Regions from separate parts of the Zea mays genome. Here region 1 is linked to region 2. The links are chromatin contacts, called in public Hi-C maps. All regions are on one chromosome and are shown on one strand. Each heading gives the region's core, a stretch centred on a gene start, on an enhancer-like site or on the middle of the called end of the contact. The rest is flanking DNA. Distances are from core to core; before and after follow the strand shown. Region 1 holds the start of LOC100193878 (60S ribosomal protein L11-1). Region 2 has its middle 16 kb from the start of LOC100275244.

Region 1 (3,905 bases), core at 1,287-3,786, 220 kb before region 2:
CCTAACTGCTAGTCTGATTATCAAGATGGAATTACGGGCACAGACGCAAAACTGGCAGTGCATTTGGTATCCAACAAACACAGAATTCATAGTACACAGATTATACTTGAACCAAACACGGGGTGTTTTGTTCATAGTACACAGAATTAAGGGCAAGTCGTTTGATGACTATCAATGATTACGAGGTGTTTTGGGCCTTGTTGAGGATGACACCCTCGTACTTCACCTGGAACCACTTCATGGCGTCTTCTTTGGTCACCCTGTGCTGGATGCCAACACGGGACTTGCACCTGCGCCGACGTGCAACACGATAACCAGCTCGTTCCAGAACGACGTAAAAGTCCATGCCATAAATACCAGTAGACGGGTCATACCTGGGAAAAAACAGATGAGCAAGTTATTTACAAGCAATGTGGTGATACCTGTAATCCAGTGTCCGCAAAGATATCCAGTTCGAACATAAGATAGTGAGAGAGTCATATCCCAGATAGAAGTGAACTGACAAAAGAACTTCACTCCCTCCATTTCAAAAAGATTGTAGTTCTACATTTTCTATCATTGACCATCATTTCCTAAAATATTAGTACCATTTAACATCGGAATTATATCTTGGGCAAGTATTTCCCCAGATAAATCTAGAAACATAAAGCTTATGATGACTGTTCAAAATAGGGGTAGCATTTTAGCAGTCAACATTACTGTTCAAAATGACTGACTGCAGACAATAACCAACAGTTACCAATAAAACAAAAAACAGCAATCACACTCAGACAGTGACTTTGCAAGAATATTTTTCTTTATAATTTTAGCACGATGTGTGGTTGATACACAGAACTGCACAACTTTAGACTGCAAAACTAAAAGCTAATCCACCTAGTAAAACTGAAACAAATCTTTTTCTTTGTCTAATTGGGCATCTCTAGTGTTTTACTCTCTAGATACAGGTCATAGAGAAGCTAGAGGAACTACAAGCTCTAGTGTTTGGTTCATTAGGAATTTCTAAGGCCAGACCCACCAGATGAAATGTATTATTCTCTCATTAGTATTGCATGGCTCCCTCCATGTCCATGCTTGTGTAAACTCAAAGGTGCAGAAAGAATTGGTTTTCTGTTCTTTGAAATGGGTGGCAAATTCTAGCACCCATGCTCAACATAAATACACTGTGTAGCAAATACAAACTGATATTCCATAATGTATCACTTAAAAATTAACACCTAACGAAATGAAGTGTGACAGCAACATTAATCAAAATAGGACACCGCAGAGAACATCATAAAGAAAAAAATCCTTATTCACCCATGTGACAAATTAAATTGATAAAAAGGCATATTAGTCATCAGCTCACAGCTAAGTAGGCATACAAGGCATGACCTGCAATCAATAGGGCATATACAAAATTATAACATGGGCAAATTTGAGATCCAATGAACATGGTGAATAAAACCATCATCACAGTTTAAATTTGAATTGTCCAGCGGTATCTTATCTTTACCTAGAACTACACTGAACTAATATAGAATTCAAAAACTTGACACATGAATAGCCAGTTACCTCCATTATACACAGATTCAAATAAACATGGGTTTCTATACTTGAGGAAACCAAACCATATAACAGTGCAATATTTCAATAGATCATTTGCGTGAATTGTATATGAGATAAAAAGATCATCTTACTTGATTCCAAGATCAATGTGCTCCTGAATACCAAAACCAAAGCAGCCAGTATCACTGAAGTTCCTCCTCAGAAGCTCATACTCCTTCACCTTGAGGCCACTCTCAAGAAGCTGCATTGCCTTCTCACCCCTGACCGTAACGTAGCATGCAATCTTCTCATTACGACGAATACCGAAAGACCTCACAGTATACCTTGCTGCAAGAGCACCCAATCATCGCCGTTACCAACGCTGATATAGAATCATTGATTAAACGAAACTTGACGAAAGAATGTTACCCTTGGAGAAAACCGGAGACTGCCCACTCAACTGCTCCAACACCTATGATAGCACAGTGGAAAACAAATTAGCAATCGAATAAACCAATCAGCCTCTAGTAATCTAAACAGATAACAAATTCCCTCCACAATCATGAGATTAAACTGCCTAGAGCACCATGCGGAGTTCTCTTTATATAAATGACAAGCGGTACATCTATAAGCTCGGGCACCATACCACAGCAAAGTCGAAAAGAATGGGATCCCAAATGCGCATGCAACAAGAAAAATAATTGCTGTTAGGCCTGTAGAGTTCGAGCCGAGATGAAATACCTTGGCGGCGCGGGTGAGTCGATCTCCACTCTCTCCAACGGAGATATTGAGCACGAGCTTCTGCACCTTGATCTCCCGCATCGGGTTCGACTGCTTCTTTTCTGACGCCTGCGGAACACAAACGAGTCAGCAACCACTGTGGTGTCAGGAGGAAAGGTGCCAGAAATGCCGAGCATTTCGCGTCGCCGGCGTTGTAGTAGGAACTCACCATGGCGATCTTGAGAGCAGAGACGGCGGCGGAGGGGAAGAGATGGGAGGGTTTTGATGTTGGGGTGTGGCTGCGGTAGCGGAAACCCTATAATCCCATTTCTTATAGTGCTGGCGGTTGGTGTTAGGACCGTCCGATTAGGCGATGGACGGAGTCGATCAGCAGCGCGATTTTGTGAGTTGCAACAAGTGTCTTCCACTAGAAAAAATGGGTGATTTAGGAGAATCAGGATTAAACATTTGAGACCATTTTATGCACTACTATGATGGGAATAATCTATATGTTGTTGTTTCATATCTTTTTCCTGTATATGGATCCTACTTATTGGTTTGTAATAAAGTTGAACTGCAAAGAGTAAAACAGACCATCGCCACAGACCACCAACTCTCAGAAGACAAGAATCAGTTTACTTGCCAAACAGTTTTAAAAATGATTCTGATTTTCTAGGAGAATCAGGAGGATCAGCTCCTCACGAGGATCAGGATCTAGAGCTAAAGAAGCAGGAGCTAGAGCTTTGCCAAACGGGCCCTTAGGGCTTGCTTGGACGGTGAAGAACGTCTTCTTCAATAGATTACTAGGTATATGCCCGTACATTGTCACGGAAGTTAAAAATTGGTATAAAACATATATACGGAACGAGAAACATCACTATAATATAGATATGTGCCCATGCGTTATCACGAGAGTTAAAAATTAATATAAAACATAGATAGAGAATAACAACATCACTATGATATGCAAGGAATAGAATAATAATAGTACGATGATGTTGTCAGCTTAAAAACATAGAATCTAGTTTCATCACCGATAAGATCATTGTGGTCCAGTGTTCTTAAGTCGGTAAGGCGAGCAAGTAAACATGACCACTGTCTTAACGCCTAGGCGGGCAAGGTGCCTAGAATTATCCAAGCGCTTGGAGTCCTACAAGACGCCTTAAAAAGACTGTTGTGGTCCCAGACAATGAAATGTGGTTGCCTTAAAAAGCTGAGAGCGTTGACGAAGGGAGCTCACCTCCATCAAAGTGCAGCGTGGCGTCACAAATGTGCCTAAAATTCTTGCATGAACAAGAATAAAGATCAAGTTAGTCCTTTTTTACTGAGGACACAGTTAAAGTCCTAGCAGTACAGTAGACTTGTTTTCTGCATGAACAAAGCTAAAGATCAATTTCGTCGCCCGCGATAATAACTCGAGTTTCCCTCACGGCTGCTTTCACTTGATTCACTCTGAAATATAGCAGTAACAATAATCTGCTAAGCAATGTCTGCTGCTCATTATGATTTGCATGAATCGAGTATAGGAAGAAAGGTTAATCTAATAACTACAAAAAAGACTTATCAATATGTTATTCCGGCTAGACAAGTGACCACATAACGTTAGAATATTCTATTCATCTGATCACTTCAATTACAGTACAACTTAGCAACATATATTT
Region 2 (3,441 bases), core at 100-2,599:
AGTTTGGGCCCATTATAGAAAACGAACTTATCCCACGAGGGACTACTGTTGGGGATGTGCCGAAGGTCCTCAAACTAATGAATCTCAACTATCTTCGAGTTTGTTGAAGGAATAGCGGAATGACCTTCATCGTGGCGATCTCCACTAATTAAGGAAACATGTGATAACTTCAGCGCCAATATTTAGATGAAGCCCTTTGGAGTATCTGAAGCACATAATTAGGAGACGAAAGGGGATTCAAACAGCATGCATGACACATTTCGAGTGGGAAGACAACGACACCCTCAATATTTTCTATAGGTCACATGTATAGAACCTAAGGACATAAATGTAATTTCACACGAAGTTGTACGTCACCCCACCACTGTAAATAGTGGTACAATGCCCATGCATGGAAGACATTTCGTTGTTCACGTATTCACTCACGCACGGATCACTCAACGTCCAAAGTTGTAAGGCACAAACGTCTTCGAGTCACCTTTGAATATTCCGAAGGTAGCATTGTAATCATATGTAACTAAAAGAAACAAAATATAATGATGAAGCTTATGTTGTACGACATGTATACTATCATACCTTTATGTTATACTTTACTGAGCATTCTTACTCTATTATTTAACCTTCTCCCTTTTGATCTACTCATTCATCATGAGCTAATCAAAAAGGGGAAGGAATCATGTTAATTTAACTGTGTTTCCCTATTTTAGTTCTTCATAGAAATCTTAACAGGTGCCCAACAAGACTCAACTTGGAAGGTGTAGGGTGTGTTTGGTTCCCTTGGCATACCCTCCACTAGTAGAAAAGAGCTCAAAGCGTGCGGTGGAGTCTTATTTTTTACATTTGAATTCGTTTACAGCACCAAATAGTCAATTTATACTAAGATTGTTCCAATATGTGAGCAACAAAATTGTAATATAAACATAAAGCAAAAAGTGATAGGCAAAGTGGTAGAGTATGCTACACGCGAGGGTGAGGTTGTGTGTTTGATTCCCCCGGCCGTGTAATTGCAAATTTTACGTGAAAAGTGTCGTGACTTACAACTTCAATGGAGACGGACAGGTTTGGGTGAAGCCTCCCCTAATATATATATATATACATATATATATATACTATTTTTAAACTTTATTTTATGTTTTCTAAAAAATTGATTTCCAGTGGCGGTTATCAGTTATCCACTTTTACAAATAAATATTTGTACTCGCCTTAGGTCTTACTACTAAGGGTTCTGAAAAACAGTAGTACAAATACGTTCTCAACCATTTATATAGAGCTTTTCTATACTAGGGCTCAGAAAAGACTATTCATACACCACATAGTTGATTGGATGCCTGCGCAGGGACCAAAGCCTGGCGCATGCAGTCGTACGCTACGAGCTTGGCCAGCTGCAAACGCAGCGCGCGAGCTTCGCTGAGCGGCCAGGCTAAGGCGAGCACGAGACTTGGAATCCAATAACCTTTTTTACTTTCTCATGAAGTCATGATTACCATATTTAGTCACCAAACTAATTTCATATTTATTTTGTTGTAAATTTTACAAACAAAACTATTACAATATAGATTTTGCAAAAAAAATAATTTCATTATATATTTTTTTATTTTAAATGTACGCAATCAACCAAACAAAAGCTCACCTAAACCCGCATACAACTAAACAATTAATAATGATTGCATATATGGATACTGGTCCAACTGAGCTCACAGCATATGTGATTGTATCCCTCCTCGTGCATGCTCTCATCAAAATCCTCACATGCAACGTTGAATTGTACCTTCGTCGTCTAAATGTAATCTTACGGGATCGGAAGAAGATCTATTATTAGAGAATTCTCCCTAAGGCTTTGTTCGGTAGCTTGGGATCTATTCCTCAAGCTGATTTGTTCCACTTGAGGAACGAGTGAATCCCTTTCATGTCACTTTAAACCCTACGGATAACCATGCATTATGGCACTTGTGCCCAGGTTCTTATATATTACTGTATAATATACATGACACGCCATTGTTCATCCTACATACATGATACAATGGCAGGCAACTGTTTGACTCATCATCGCTGCAAAAGTGGGCTGATGTGGATAAAGAAACAAAGTTAAAAACAAAGAATTGGATATCTTTCTGAACAAATGAATTGAATTGACGACATGAACTGAAATGAACTGAACTGTATATCTTTTTTAAAAAACAAATAAACTAAACTGCTGACCTGAACAAATGAACTGAACCTACGCCCCTTCTATTTGTCTGTCTCTCTTGCAGGAAATGCTGCTTGCCTGCTTCCATGCTCCTCTACGCAGCCCCCATGTATGTATATGTACTGAATTGAATTAATACTATATGGATGCATTATCCGAAATAATTAGTCGCCCCCCGCTCATCACCTGTACATGCTCAGACTGATGTTCAGATGGGTGATAAGGAAGGAGCCCCTATGTCCCTATTGGATCCAATTGGTTCGTTTTTTGCACGTGTGCAGTCATCTGTCAGGCTAGCCTCATTGTCATTGCAAGTTTCATGCTTCAGTTATCTATCTGCCCAAGATCGGTTCAGGACATTATATGATTGATTGTCGTTTGGATTATAAGCAGTTGGTTGATATCAACAAAGTTTGAAGAATTACAGTGTTAGTTCCGTTCACAACTATTTTGGTTCTGTTATGTAGTAGATCCTAAATAGCTTCTGATATTCAAGTTAACTATGATAAGAACCAACCAATTTTATCTAACCATAGTAGGTATTTGATGATTGCATATAAAATATATTTACTTATTATCTATCTGTGACTACTAGACCATGCAATATTTCTTTTCTGGCGATTAACATAATAAGTGAGAGAAACATATGTGTTTGCTGCTTGGGCCATTACAAAACAAGATTTTCCACTAGCGATATTTAACTCTAATTAAACAAGCTTTCATGCATTCCAGAATTGGACCAGAATTCTTTTCATTCGTATTAACAGAGAAATGACGGCTTGTGAGGTGCTCATGCTATAAACAACATTAGTACGGTGAGGCTATACATCAATACCTGTGCTAAGCACTACCGGAATCCAAGGCTTTACCGAGTGTTGAAATCTTTGCCGAGTGCCGCACTCGGTAAAGCTATACTCTCGGCAACGAGGCTCTTTACCGAGCGCTCGACACTCGGCACAGGCCGACACTCGGCAAAGACTAGTTTGCCGAGTGCCAAACACTCGGCAAAGGGGGCTCTCGGCAAAGGGCCGTCAGAGGCCGTCCCAAAGCTGACGGCCGTCAGTCTTTGCCGAGAGCCAGCGGCTGGCACTCGGCAAAGAGTATTCTTTGCCGAGTGTCACACATCTAGCTCTCGGCAAAGACCTCTTTGCCGAGTGTCATCCCTAGACACTCGGCAAAGTATATTTTTATTTTTTTGATTTTGTCTCCCAAACTTTTTGTGGTATGTTCCTACACTATGTAGACCTACATGT

What was found. Hi-C and Micro-C count contacts between places; a contact is called where the count stands out from the background.
Region 1: a Hi-C map of ear shows a contact between it and region 2, with 1.8 times the contacts expected there. The contact joins the promoter of LOC100193878 here to the enhancer-like site in region 2. A contact is called at or near these places in 2 of 25 Hi-C or Micro-C datasets (ear and leaf).

What each region holds. Positions count from the first base shown.
Region 1 is chr8:95,192,486-95,196,390 of Zm-B73-REFERENCE-NAM-5.0, reverse strand. It overlaps LOC100193878 (60S ribosomal protein L11-1), which reads right to left and starts at 2,536. Exons shown (of 5, transcript NM_001138955.1): 1 at 2,474-2,536; 2 at 2,266-2,373; 3 at 1,954-1,996; 4 at 1,677-1,872; 5 at 34-374. The coding sequence starts at 2,476. The coding sequence ends at 179.
Region 2 is chr8:94,973,044-94,976,484 of Zm-B73-REFERENCE-NAM-5.0, reverse strand. No RefSeq gene overlaps it. Among protein-coding and RNA genes, the nearest start is that of LOC100275244, 16 kb to the right of the region's middle. Within about 2 kb of position 1,349, at least 4 of the 20 cell types and tissues checked have an H3K27ac peak or open chromatin away from gene starts, as enhancers often do. A contact at or near this core is called in ear, where this site is marked.